Linked DNA regions of Zea mays: regions 2 and 3 are each linked to region 1. A link is a contact called in public Hi-C data. All regions are on one chromosome and are shown on one strand. Each heading gives the region's core, a stretch centred on a gene start, on an enhancer-like site or on the middle of the called end of the contact. The rest is flanking DNA. Distances are from core to core; before and after follow the strand shown.

The links. Hi-C and Micro-C count contacts between places; a contact is called where the count stands out from the background.
Region 2: a Hi-C map of ear shows a contact between it and region 1, with 2.4 times the contacts expected there. The contact joins the promoter of LOC100284797 here to the enhancer-like site in region 1. A contact is called at or near these places in 2 of 25 Hi-C or Micro-C datasets (ear and leaf).
Region 3: a contact with region 1 is called in a Hi-C map of leaf, with 2.1 times the contacts expected there. The contact joins the promoter of LOC100284304 here to the enhancer-like site in region 1. A contact is called at or near these places in 2 of 25 Hi-C or Micro-C datasets (ear and leaf).

The regions. Positions count from the first base shown.
Region 1 is chr6:66,076,354-66,080,139 of Zm-B73-REFERENCE-NAM-5.0, forward strand. No RefSeq gene overlaps it. Among protein-coding and RNA genes, the nearest start is that of LOC100272976, 24 kb to the right of the region's middle. Within about 2 kb of position 1,903, at least 16 of the 20 cell types and tissues checked have an H3K27ac peak or open chromatin away from gene starts, as enhancers often do. A contact at or near this core is called in ear and leaf, where this site is marked.
Region 2 is chr6:65,406,012-65,409,797 of Zm-B73-REFERENCE-NAM-5.0, forward strand. It overlaps LOC100284797 (glycoside hydrolase, family 28), which reads right to left and starts at 1,943. Exons shown (of 2, transcript NM_001157692.1): 1 at 1,852-1,943; 2 at 1-1,497. The coding sequence starts at 1,896. The coding sequence ends at 82. It overlaps LOC100381681 (Site-determining protein), which reads left to right. Exons shown (of 2, transcript NM_001174494.1): 2 at 1-83.
Region 3 is chr6:65,527,550-65,531,335 of Zm-B73-REFERENCE-NAM-5.0, forward strand. LOC100284304 (60S ribosomal protein L9-like) reads right to left here and starts at 1,713. Exons shown (of 3, transcript NM_001374378.1): 1 at 1,257-1,713; 2 at 1,012-1,134; 3 at 85-321. The coding sequence starts at 1,619. The coding sequence ends at 235.

The sequences.
Region 1 (3,786 bases), core at 653-3,152:
CATACTGGTATTTTTCTAGTTGTATAATATAGTACTAGCTAGTAACCACTAACCAACGACGACACGAAGAATGCGTGACCGGTGACACGGCCGTCCGGGGCGCCCACACTACAGTCCTACACGTGCACTGAAGGCGATGTTTATATGCGAAATCCTACTATTAGAAATCGTACACCAAAATAAATCATGTAACAAGAGATGATTATAAGATAAGCGCACGTGGAGAATGCTGCTACTACGAGTAGTAGTAGTAGTAACAACTGGGGCATGCATGCTACCTGGCCCATTCCGACAGCCACGAAGTTTATTTATCAGTTTCCAGTGTTCTGCACAGGAAATTGAATGAGGGCAGTTGGATGCTAGCGAATGAGCTAAGCTGTTTGACGAAATGTATATACAAAGGGTGCCTTTAATAATTTGGATGCACGTGATCAATACACATGGCATGTTTGACGGTATAGAGCTTCTCGGTAGATTTAAGCAGAAATTGTACCAAACACAATGCTTCTATTGCTCGGCCTCAAGACCTACGCTTGGGCCCGGGGTCATGAAGCAACGCTACGCAGCTGCAAGGGGCCTAGCGCTGTTGGGGCTCCCTGAAGTCGAGGCGACATTGAATGTTATAGATGGAGTGGTACGGACCTGCCATTGCTGCCGTAGAGACGACCCAATGCCTGGCCTTTTGGCCTGGCCTCGGTCCACCAGGGTTCTAGGCGTTGGAGGTGTCGATCTTTTGAGGAGGCGTGTGATGGGACATCATAGGACCTAGGTGGCGCTTCCCCAACTAGGGGCGATGCTCCAGCTCCAGTGTGCCAAAGGCGCAAGAGTTGGGACCACGGACAGAGGCATGAACATGAACTCAACAAGGATGCATGTTGATCAGGGTTGTGAGACGCGGTGTCATAGTGGTTACTGTGGTCCTCACCGACAACCTTGGGCTCACGACTAGGCATGAAGATGTTGCAAAGACATGCCAAGCGAGCTCTCTATCTGGTGCGCTAGCTGTCGTTGTCTGACAGTCAGGGATACAAGAAAGTGCCCCTGTTTAGGTTCGGCTGGGGTTAGGCTATGTCACGATATCAACTCTCATGGTCGGTTGGGCCCTACCCAGGTAACTTGGGAGAGATCACGACAAACATGAGGACACCACGAAGGAGACAACTGTGTAGAGAGGTTCGAGCCACCAAAGTGTAATACCCTATGTACTCTTTTGGGTGGTTTGTATTGCTTGGAAGTGGCTAAATGACTAGCACAACGATGACTATGAGAGCCTGAGAGCGGGAATGTCTAAAAAGGGAACCTCTACACTGGGACACCCTCTCCCTTTTATAGTTAAAGGGAGAGGGTTATAAATAACAAGTCGAGGCAAGCTGATAGCATGACCCGATCTATTTAGTGCAGATCACGTAGACATCAATCTGTAGTCTTGTTGGAGTGTTGTTTGCATGTCGCGGATGACCAGGGACGTGGTAAGTTATGGCACACGTCGTCCGCGTCGCACAATGTTGCACTTGTGTAATACCCAAAAATATAAATGTATAGAAGAATGGGAATATCAAATATGAGTGATATGTGTGTTCTTTTGTTTATTCACTTTATAAATCCTCATGCCTAAAAAATCAAACTACTTAGCAAAAGATAAATAAAAATTTATAATTGCACCTCATGCTGAGTCTTTTGATGTGTTGCATTGGATTGAAAACTTTGATAAAACAAAACTTTATTTGAATCTACATTCAAAAGCTGAAAATAGTAAACAAAAACAAAAAAAGAAAAATAGAAAGTGCCCTGGCTGGGCCGAAGTCCTCGCTTTCGTCCCAATAGAAGATTCACTCCCACACTAGCCGGCCCATACGACCGCCGCACGTCGTGGTGCGCCTATAGGTTGGCTCAGCCTTTTAGTCTTTCCAAGACTCGTGCTGGCTGACCAGCGGGGGTGACCACTCATTTCCATACGCTCGTGCCCTCGCATAGCCGGTCGCACGCACTTGGGCCCCTTGTCAGGCATCTCATCACCGCATCGTGCCGTGTGCTGCAACCGCCATCCCGGGATCAGTGGGGTCGTTACGCTTTCTTGGCACCAACTAGATGGTTTTCTAGGGTATAAAGTCAGTCGGGGTCGCGCCCGATTTGCCCAACAAACTGGAGGCTCGAGCAACCCCTTTGTCCAGCGCCACTGCCACCACAAAATGAAGTCAGAGAGAGAGAACCAAAGCCATCACACCCTCATCCCACGTCCGCTGACGTTCGGTGCCCGAGGAGGAGTCACAGACGTTTGCCAATAATCGTAGGACACGTCCAAGCCAACCATCGGTCGCGAAGGTCATTGGAGGTTCATGAATTGCTCGTGGGAGTTGGATTGTTCCGCGGCGCCGCCCCTCGCCGCGGGCTACCTTCTCTACCGTGCTATAGCTAGTAAGTCCTCTACCAGAACGTTCGTCGTGTCTCGGGCATCACATAGGACAGTTCATAGCATAGATTGGGGTCGGGAGCATCGTAATGGGTTTGCTCTGGCCATGGCCGTGGAGATCGGAGGGGGGCAAGATTGTATGCGTAGTTGATCTAATCCTAAATGGCTAGGATTAGATTTTACCTACCCCTTTGCGCGATTTAATCCAAACCATAGAATCTAGATCGAATGGATACGAGTTGATCTCCACCACTTAGAATCCAGACCGTAGATCACAGATCCGAGGGTCCAGGAATCATACCGATTCGTTGAGGAGAAGTTCTAATCAGGATCGACCACTTCATATCCAGCGGCACAGATCATCCCATATCCCTTCGTTGGGCGATTTTATTAAAGAGCCCCTGACAAATATTCAAATAAACCTGTCGTCCATGCCAACTCAAGGTTTAATACAAACATATCCTTATTTTTACAATTTAACCCCTAGCTTTACTGAGACAATGACCCGCAGTCCATGTCGTCAATTTATATGAACAAAAAAATATGGAAAATGCTTTGTAGTATAAGAATAAATCTAAAAACTTTAGAAAATTCATAAGTTATCCATTTGAACTCTGATTTTAGTGGTTCTCGAACCTACGGTTTTGTCTCGACGCGTAGGATAATATTGTGCAGTTTGTTCTTATGTTTGGTGTAATGTTAATTTTGTCCCTGTATTCTTTGTTTGTATTATCGCGAATAGACAAACAAGTGACCGAGGAACTCTATCACGGAACCTCCCAAGGTATTAGGCCCACCTATAGATGACCTTGTCCTAAGGACCTCGGACAACCATGTAGATGCATGTAATCACTCGACAAGTTCGGTCATCTGTATCATCATCATATTGCCCAGGAGCGCTTCACCCATCACACAGACATTACACACATAGCCGGAGTATGAAAATAGCGAAAGCGGATTACAATAACATAATTTACATTAATAAAATATATAGAGAGAGTATTATTACAATACCGGGTGTCATGAGTGCATAACTTATTATTACAAAATAGGGAGGTAAAACATCTTCCCACACAAAAGCTTAGTGTTTTAAACTGGTAGGCAACACATCCTCCCCAAACAGTTTCCTGATTAGCCTCCTCCTTTGGCACCACCTTTGAGCAGAAACAACAAAACTATGCTATTTCATCACATACAACAACATGGGTTCGAAAACCCTGAGTACGGAGTGTACTTTCGCAAGTCTTACCAGACAAAGGAAAAGACTCTCAAGGATATGCTGGCTTGTGGGAATCAAGGTAAAGCTAATCAAGGATCAAAGACTCTGTTTGCATAAATGCTTACTAATAGTGGATCCTTAAAATTTCAGTTTTATT
Region 2 (3,786 bases), core at 693-3,192, 670 kb before region 1:
ACTAGTCGCTTGCATTGGACCTGAACTACAAGTTGTACTAGGCGGCTGATCCACATCCGAATACACTCCTTGATTGAGCTGCTAGTTGGTGGCCGGGATGTCGTATGCGCACTGCTGCACTGTGACCTGGTCGATGGGCAGCGTGTCGGTCGGGAACGGGCATGCGCCGTCGTGCGCGCCCTGTAGCGGGTCGCACGGCGCGGGGCTGACGTTGGCCGACACTCCCTCGATGTCGGCGCAGTTCCATGGGTACTTCCTGGACTTGGACAGGTCGGCGGTGACGTTGGCGACGCAGATGCCCCGGAACGGTGCGCCCTGGATGCCCTGGAGGCGCGCCGCCTCCTTGTAGACCCCCGTGGCCACCACGTCCTGGTAGCTGATGTTGGCGACAACGGGGACGGCGTTGGGGTCGTACTTGTCGTCCGGGTGGGACTTGTAGTCGCCCGTCATCCAGAACACCCGCTTCATGGTGGTGAGCGTCATCCGGCGCGCGAACACGTCCCTGACGTAGGCGCCGCGGCCGACGGCGGTCTTGATGCGCACGGCGGACTCGGTGTTGATCGCCGTGATGTCCTCGGCGCGCACGTCCTGGATGCCGCCCGACATCTCGCTGCCCAGCGCGATGACGGCGCTGGTCGGGGACACGCACGTGAGGCGGCGGATGACGATGTGCTGGCTGGGCATCCCGTACGAGATGCCGTACTCGTCCCAGCCGCTCTTGATGGCCACGCAGTCGTCGCCCGACACGATGTAGCAGTCCTCGATGCGGACGTGAGAGCAGGAGTCTGGGTTGATGCCGTCGGTGTTGGGCGAGTTGGTCGGCGCCAGGATGGTGATGCCTTGCACCACGATGTTGCTGCTGTAGACTGGGTGGATGTTCCACGCCGGCGAGTTGAGCAGCGTCAGGTTGGAGATGTAGATGGTGTCCGAGTGCATCAGCTCGATGAGGTAGCCGCGCGTGTACTTGAGCTGGTTCTTGTGGAACTTGGACCACCACATGGCGCCCTGCCCATCGATCGTCCCGTTGCTGCCAGTGATGACTACGTCGGTCAGGTTCGATCCGCCGATGAGGCTAGCGAACCTCCCTCCGACCTTGTCCCTCCCTCTTCCGTAAGAAGGCAGGGGATCCACGATTGGCCACTCGCCTACGTCCTGGGAGCCGAGGATGACGGCGTCTTGGTGGAGGTAGAGGGTGAAGTGGCTGGTCAGGTTGAAGGGGCCCGTCAGCCACTTGCCCGCGGGCACGTACAGCATGCCACCGCCGCCGCCCTCGCCCGAGTACTGCGACAGGTGGTCCACCGCGGACCGGAACGCCGCGGTGTTGGAAGTGGTGCCGTCGCCCACGCCGCCGAAGTCCGCCACCGACGCCGTGTGCGCCCGGCAGGCCGGCGCCAGGTACATGCTCTGCCCGCTGCCGCGCGCCGGGGAGGCCCCGTGGCGCCGCCCGGACACCGCCGCCGCCGCGGCGAGGGCCAGGAGGCACAGGGACCGCAGAATCTGTTCCAGGAAACAGGAGTGTGCTTCAGATCAACAACTGGCTGCTACCACATACATGACCTGATCGATCTGGTTCGGTGGACTGGGGAAAAAAATTCTGATCTTGAATTGAAAAAAAAAACATTCTGGTTTGTGAGGCAAAAAGACGGCACTTTTCTTTTCAGCACCTCCATGCGCACATAATGACCGGAAAGGCGTGAAACTTTCAGCTGGGAGCTAGATGAGATCTGTCAGGACAAGAGGAGTACTGAAGAGCAGAACCGCGCAGCTAGCGCAGGAGGAAGAAGGAACACGCACGCGGCCGCCACGAACGAACGCGGTGAGAGTTTCGGGGCAGTGAGTTACGTTACGTACCTGGAGGAGCGGGGCCGCGTTGAGGCCGAGCGTTCGCGGCGCCATTGCTGCTCAGCCTGGACCTGGAGTGACTCGTGACTCGTGAGGCACGGGATGATGGAGTGGAGTGGATTGGATGGTAGCGGCACGGCAGCCAATTTATAGGAGTCCTTGCCGCACTGTTCAGCACTAGCTCCTTCATTAATTAATGCAGTACCAGTGGTAAAGCATGTATCTTTTACTGACTAGCTCTTTCGGTTGCCTGATCGCTTTTCACCGGTCCGGCGTACTTATGCATGTCATTTGCAGCTACAGAAGAATTATGTACGCTCTTAATAACTTTCGCTTAATTACTTGTTTGTGAAAAAGGTTAATTGCTTGTACTTTATATCGGCTTAGTGAAGGCTCCTATGTAAAAACTTTAGTTTCAGTTAGCTGGTGCACGCGAATTAGTAGTCAATACTCGGTAGTATACATATTATTTGGTGAAGTGCTGTTGGTGCTTCGTCGGCTGGTGCATTGCATTGGCATTGTGTGAAGTACCAGTGAGGTGACCACATGGAGGTAAATGGAAGCCAATCAAGTTTTGCTGCTAAGAATTAAAATTATGCACTTAGCTTCAATCGAGATAAAGAAATTGCTCAAACCAAAAGCGCGTCAGCCAACCGGTGATCTTATTATTTCAAAATATTCTTAAGATTAACACAAGGCCAACAAAACGAACATATCGTGTATCTGGCACAGAAAAGTCCGAATCTGCCCAAAATCGTATCGCTATCTATTGCCGTTTTCAGCAGCTCCAAATTCATTTTTCGAATGTGAAACTGAACCAAACAGACTCCGCTTAAGCTGAAATTCTACACACACCTTAACAAATGAGTTTCCAAGGTCTCCACAAATTTTGAATTCAAATGAATTTTTAAATCAATCGCAGATCAGAAAATACAAACATACTTAGGGTTTTGTTGGGGTTTTGCCTTTGAAATCAATCCACAACCAAAAAACTGTGCAACCAGAGTTTCTTAGTGGTATAAGGTCTGAATCAAACCCAGAGAAAAACTTCAAAACAATCTCCAACTCAAGAACTCGAAGGTTATTCCACAATCCAAAGAGAAAATGAAAGAGAAGAGAGCAAGAACAAAATCAAATCAAAACTGCAGCAAAAACAAAATAGAGCACATGATTCAACAAATCCTATGGATGGATCTGGCCACCTTTCCTTTGAACGACGAGGTGAAGATTACAAAGACACACATGTAGAGTCAAATCATCTGCGGATCTCAGGCTAAACTACTGCGAAAACTAGAGAATGAAATTAGGGTTTTCTAAATATAAATGAGCTAGCCAAAAGAGAGATAGACAAAGAGATGGTTGTTTACAACAACCCACCTATCTATTTGTAGAGGGTTATTTCACTAGTCTAAACTACCATAGATACATAGAGCCTTTCCACTTAGCTGGGGACGAAATGGACTAACTCCTGGAATTTTGATCTGACGGCCATGCGCTACACACGAATTTGGTTCGCCTCGACGCACTCTTGTCAAGATATCTTCTGAGGAGACGAAGGTACAAGATGTGACGAAGTAGGCTATGAGCCCTTCTTTGTCTTCTGCTGCTGAGGTCTCGGAGATTTTGAAGGTAATGACTGAACCTTTCCCATTTGCACTGCTTAGTCCTCTAAGGTTGGATCTGACTGGCCTCTTGCAGTCAAGGGAAACTGCTTCGGCTGGCGAGTGGAATAATGGGGGTCAAAAGAAATGGCGTATGTGAACATAATGGAAGCTATTGAACGGACCCCACCCTCAGCTTCGGCAGGCAAAGTTGCTATACCCACCGATGCCAAAGCTACCGCCACATCCGAAGCCGAGAATCTCGCAACCACCCTGTCAGAAATCGACGGACTCATATCAGATGTGGTTGCAGAGAGAGATGTAGCCGCAATGGCTTCTGATA
Region 3 (3,786 bases), core at 463-2,962, 550 kb before region 1:
TACTATATTGTTTAAAGCTACGTTTAAACCTTTAACCTTCACCTGTTTTAGTAACCTCGTCGACCAGATCCTTTTAGGAAATGATAAACAAGCTTCATATTCTTAAACAGATACGATAATATTGTAGGATAAGATAATGGTCCACAACACATCCTAACCGATTACAAAGTTCACCTTGAGAAAATTGCAAACCAAACAATAATTCCAACTCAAACGATAACAACTAATTGTCCCTCACTGCTCCTCTTCGATCACACCCTTGTCGCTCACATAGATACCATCCAAAAACTTCCTGATATCCTTCTTCTTGACATGGCATTTCTGTAGAGAAATGGAGAGAAAATGTTCAGTAGCACATCAATCCGCTATAGTAACGTGAATTATATAACAGCAAAATCTGAAAGACAAAGCTAGTAAAAACAAATGATGTACTTGAGATCAAATCAAAGATCAAAACACAAACAAGAACCAAGACATGCCATGTGTAAAATATCATGGCATGAGCAAGAGGTGGTCAGTATTACCAAATACAACCCACAGCGAGCCTATAAAATGCCTACTGACTTGTTGAGAGCACACTAACCATAGACAAAAATTGCTTAACAAATGGATGGACGATGGACATATATCTTTACATATAAGACGGTGCTTGAGTTCTTGTTTGTATTTGATCTTGGCGCACTAGATAATGCCATGTCACCTTAAAAATGTGATATGCCTACATATTTGAAGCCAAAACCACCTGGCTCATTAACATTTAAGGGCAGCCAATATGATTAAACCTCGGCAAGTCGGCATTCCAATCGGAATGCTAAGGTTTAACTATTTGGAATGCTAAGGTTTAACTAACTAAACAGCGGCACTTGCTTCATAGCAGAGCAATTATAAATGCAAGGTTCACGATCTACCACATCAAAGCACACCAGACACTGCATATAGCAGCAGCAACCTCATATGTAATGGTTCATGTGTAATAGTAAGAGATGATGAGCGAAGCAAGCCGGGATTCACCTGGTTGATGAGGGCGGCGGAGCGAGAGACTAACTCGACGTCGTTGCCATCGAGAATAAGCTCGTCCTTGACCTTCTCGGAGCGGAGGATGGTCACGCCGTCAAGCATGTCCACCTTTCTGACCTGATCGACCCCGGGATCACCACCAAGCAGTCAGACAGACACAGGTCAGAACACATCGCAACCTCCCAGATCTGATCTGCTTCGACGCACGCACGAAACAGAGATATGTGTGTAGGGTGTACCTTCTTCTCGCCGAGGAAGTTCCTTATCTCGATGGCGGTGTTGGAGTTGGTGATGGACGCGTTGATGGGGAAATGGGCGTAGACAAACCTCATCTTGTAGCGGTAGCCCTTGGTGACCCCCTTGATGAGGTTCTGGACGTGGGAGATGGCGGTGCGGATGGCGGCCATGGTGCGGCGGGTGCCGAACCATGCGTCCACCTTGAGCTTGCGGCCGCCCTCCTGCAGCTGGAAGTCGAGGTTGAGGTGCTTGAAGTTCCGGGTGAGCTTCCCGCGGGGGCCCTCCACCGTCACCAGCTTGGCCGCCACCGTCACTGTGACGCCCTCCGGGATGTCCATCGTCTCCGACGCCAGGATCGTCTTCATCTTGCCTCCTCCTCGGGGTCGCGGGGCGGGCGGCGGAATGGGGTAGGAGGGTTTGCGAAGGAGCGGCGGCGCGCGGAGGGCGATCCTTTTATATAAAAAAGGGGCGGCCAGGGGTAGGGTTTTGTGGTTTGATCGGTCGATCCCCGCCGTCGGATCGGTGGCTTTAGGGTTGGTTTGCAGTTTGCTGGTCAAGTGGTCAGGTGGGCCTGTAATGCTACTTGGTCACTCGGCTGGGCTTCAGATCACACTTTTGGCAAGGGCGCCCTCTCACTCTCACTCGCTGTACCTTACTCCTTCGAGGTTCACGTCGCGTCACTCATCGCCATCGTGTTCTCGACCGACGACATTCACACACAGCGAGCTCCTGGAAGTAGAGTCGCAGACACACACTGTCAGCACTGCTTCTTCAGTTGGTAGTGTTTGGTTGAGGAGCCAAGTAGAACGGAGCCGTTCCATTCCTGATTCTAGGAACGGAGTCGCTCTGTTCTGTGTTTGGTAATCTGGAACGGAGCGGCTCTGTTTTTTGTTTGGTTGCAGAGTGAACGGAACAGAGCGTGACTGTGAGAGCGGGATGAGAACGGAGCGGCTCCGTCCGGTTGATTTTTTTGGAGCGGAATGGTTCCGGATCTGAGGAGAATATTCCCTAATTGGAGTCATTCCGTTCTAGTTACTTTGTAGCCAAACAGCAACAAAACTAGGACAGAACGGCTCCGTTCTACTTGGCTCTTCAACCAAACACTACCTTGCTGAATCAGAAGCAAGACAGGAGCACGATGATGTGCAAGTTGATAGGCTACGCAGGAGCGGAAGGGTGCGCAAGGCAAACCCGGCTGTGTTCGGCCCACAGTGGGTCACCAATTAAGCCCACCTGTAATAGGAAGATGTGTATTAAGGCTGGTGGCAGTGCGGGCTGCAGCGCGGGCGAGAAGAGGCCGCTGCCGCTCGCGCGCGGGCGAGAGGTGGGCGAGAGGCCGGCGCCGGGCGATGGCGCTCGCGCCCGACGAGAGCGGGCGGTATCGCCTCGCTCTCGCCCGCGCTGGAGCGCCCGCCCGGGCGAGATGCGGGCGAGAGGGAGGCGAGGCACTGGCGGGGCGAGAGCGACGTGGCGCGATCTGATTGGTCCATGTGTCGCGATCCGATTGGTCCACGTGTGCTAGCCGTTGCAACTAGCCGTTTTTGACCGTTTGGAGTCCAAAAAATTCGAAAAAAATGCAAAAAATCACAAATTTCATCCCCAATCCCTCTATATATACCCCTACCCAGGTGGAGCTCATTCTACACACCATTTCATCTCATTTTTCTCTTCCAAACTCCTCTTTCTTCACACAATGTCGGGTTGGTCCCCAGATTTGAACACCTTCACGGATCTCTTGCAGTCCGATGGGTCACCTACAACCCTTCTGTTAGATGAGTCTTCTTCACTACATCGTCGCTCCGATGTTTTAGCCTCACTCCCCCGTGCATTATTTCCGGCTGCACGTCCACCACCATACCCTTATCCCTATCATTTGTATCAATATCCGTTGTCTTCATATAGTCAACCTTCAACTTCTCAAGCCAGAATTCAAGCCTCATTCCCGGTACGTCCGTATGCCCCTCCCCCACCTGCTGCGGACGGAAGTCAAGCTTCTTTCCAGATACCTCCATACGCCCCTCCTCCATATGCTCCACCTCCGTATGGAGTACCTCCTTATGCTCCATATGCTCCACCTCCGTATGGAGCACTTCATCCATATGCTCCACCTACGTATGGAGCACCTCCTCCAGTTGCACCTTTATCTGTTGGATCTGAAAACCAAGCTGAGGAAAATGGTGGCAAGTTGTTCGCCACGAGCCCAAGTGGTCAGCAAAGCATGGTCTTGGTAGTGGATCTGATTCGACTGCGAATAAGAGAACCCGACTCGGAGTCTCTGGTGAATATAGTTCTGGAGGCACTGAAGACACCGAGGAGGAAGTGCCCCGACCAGTGGGGCGTGATAGGGCAAAGGCGGCTGCGCGAAAGACAAAGACGAAGGGGAAAGGGAAGGAAGCCATGAGCAGCGAATCAACAAGTGAAGCATTCAAAATGAATAACTTGTGGGGTGGATTAGTGAAGGCCAAGCTTTTGAAGCAATGGAACATCCTAAAGGGCCGATCAACCAGAGATATGGACCCGGCTGAAAGACGT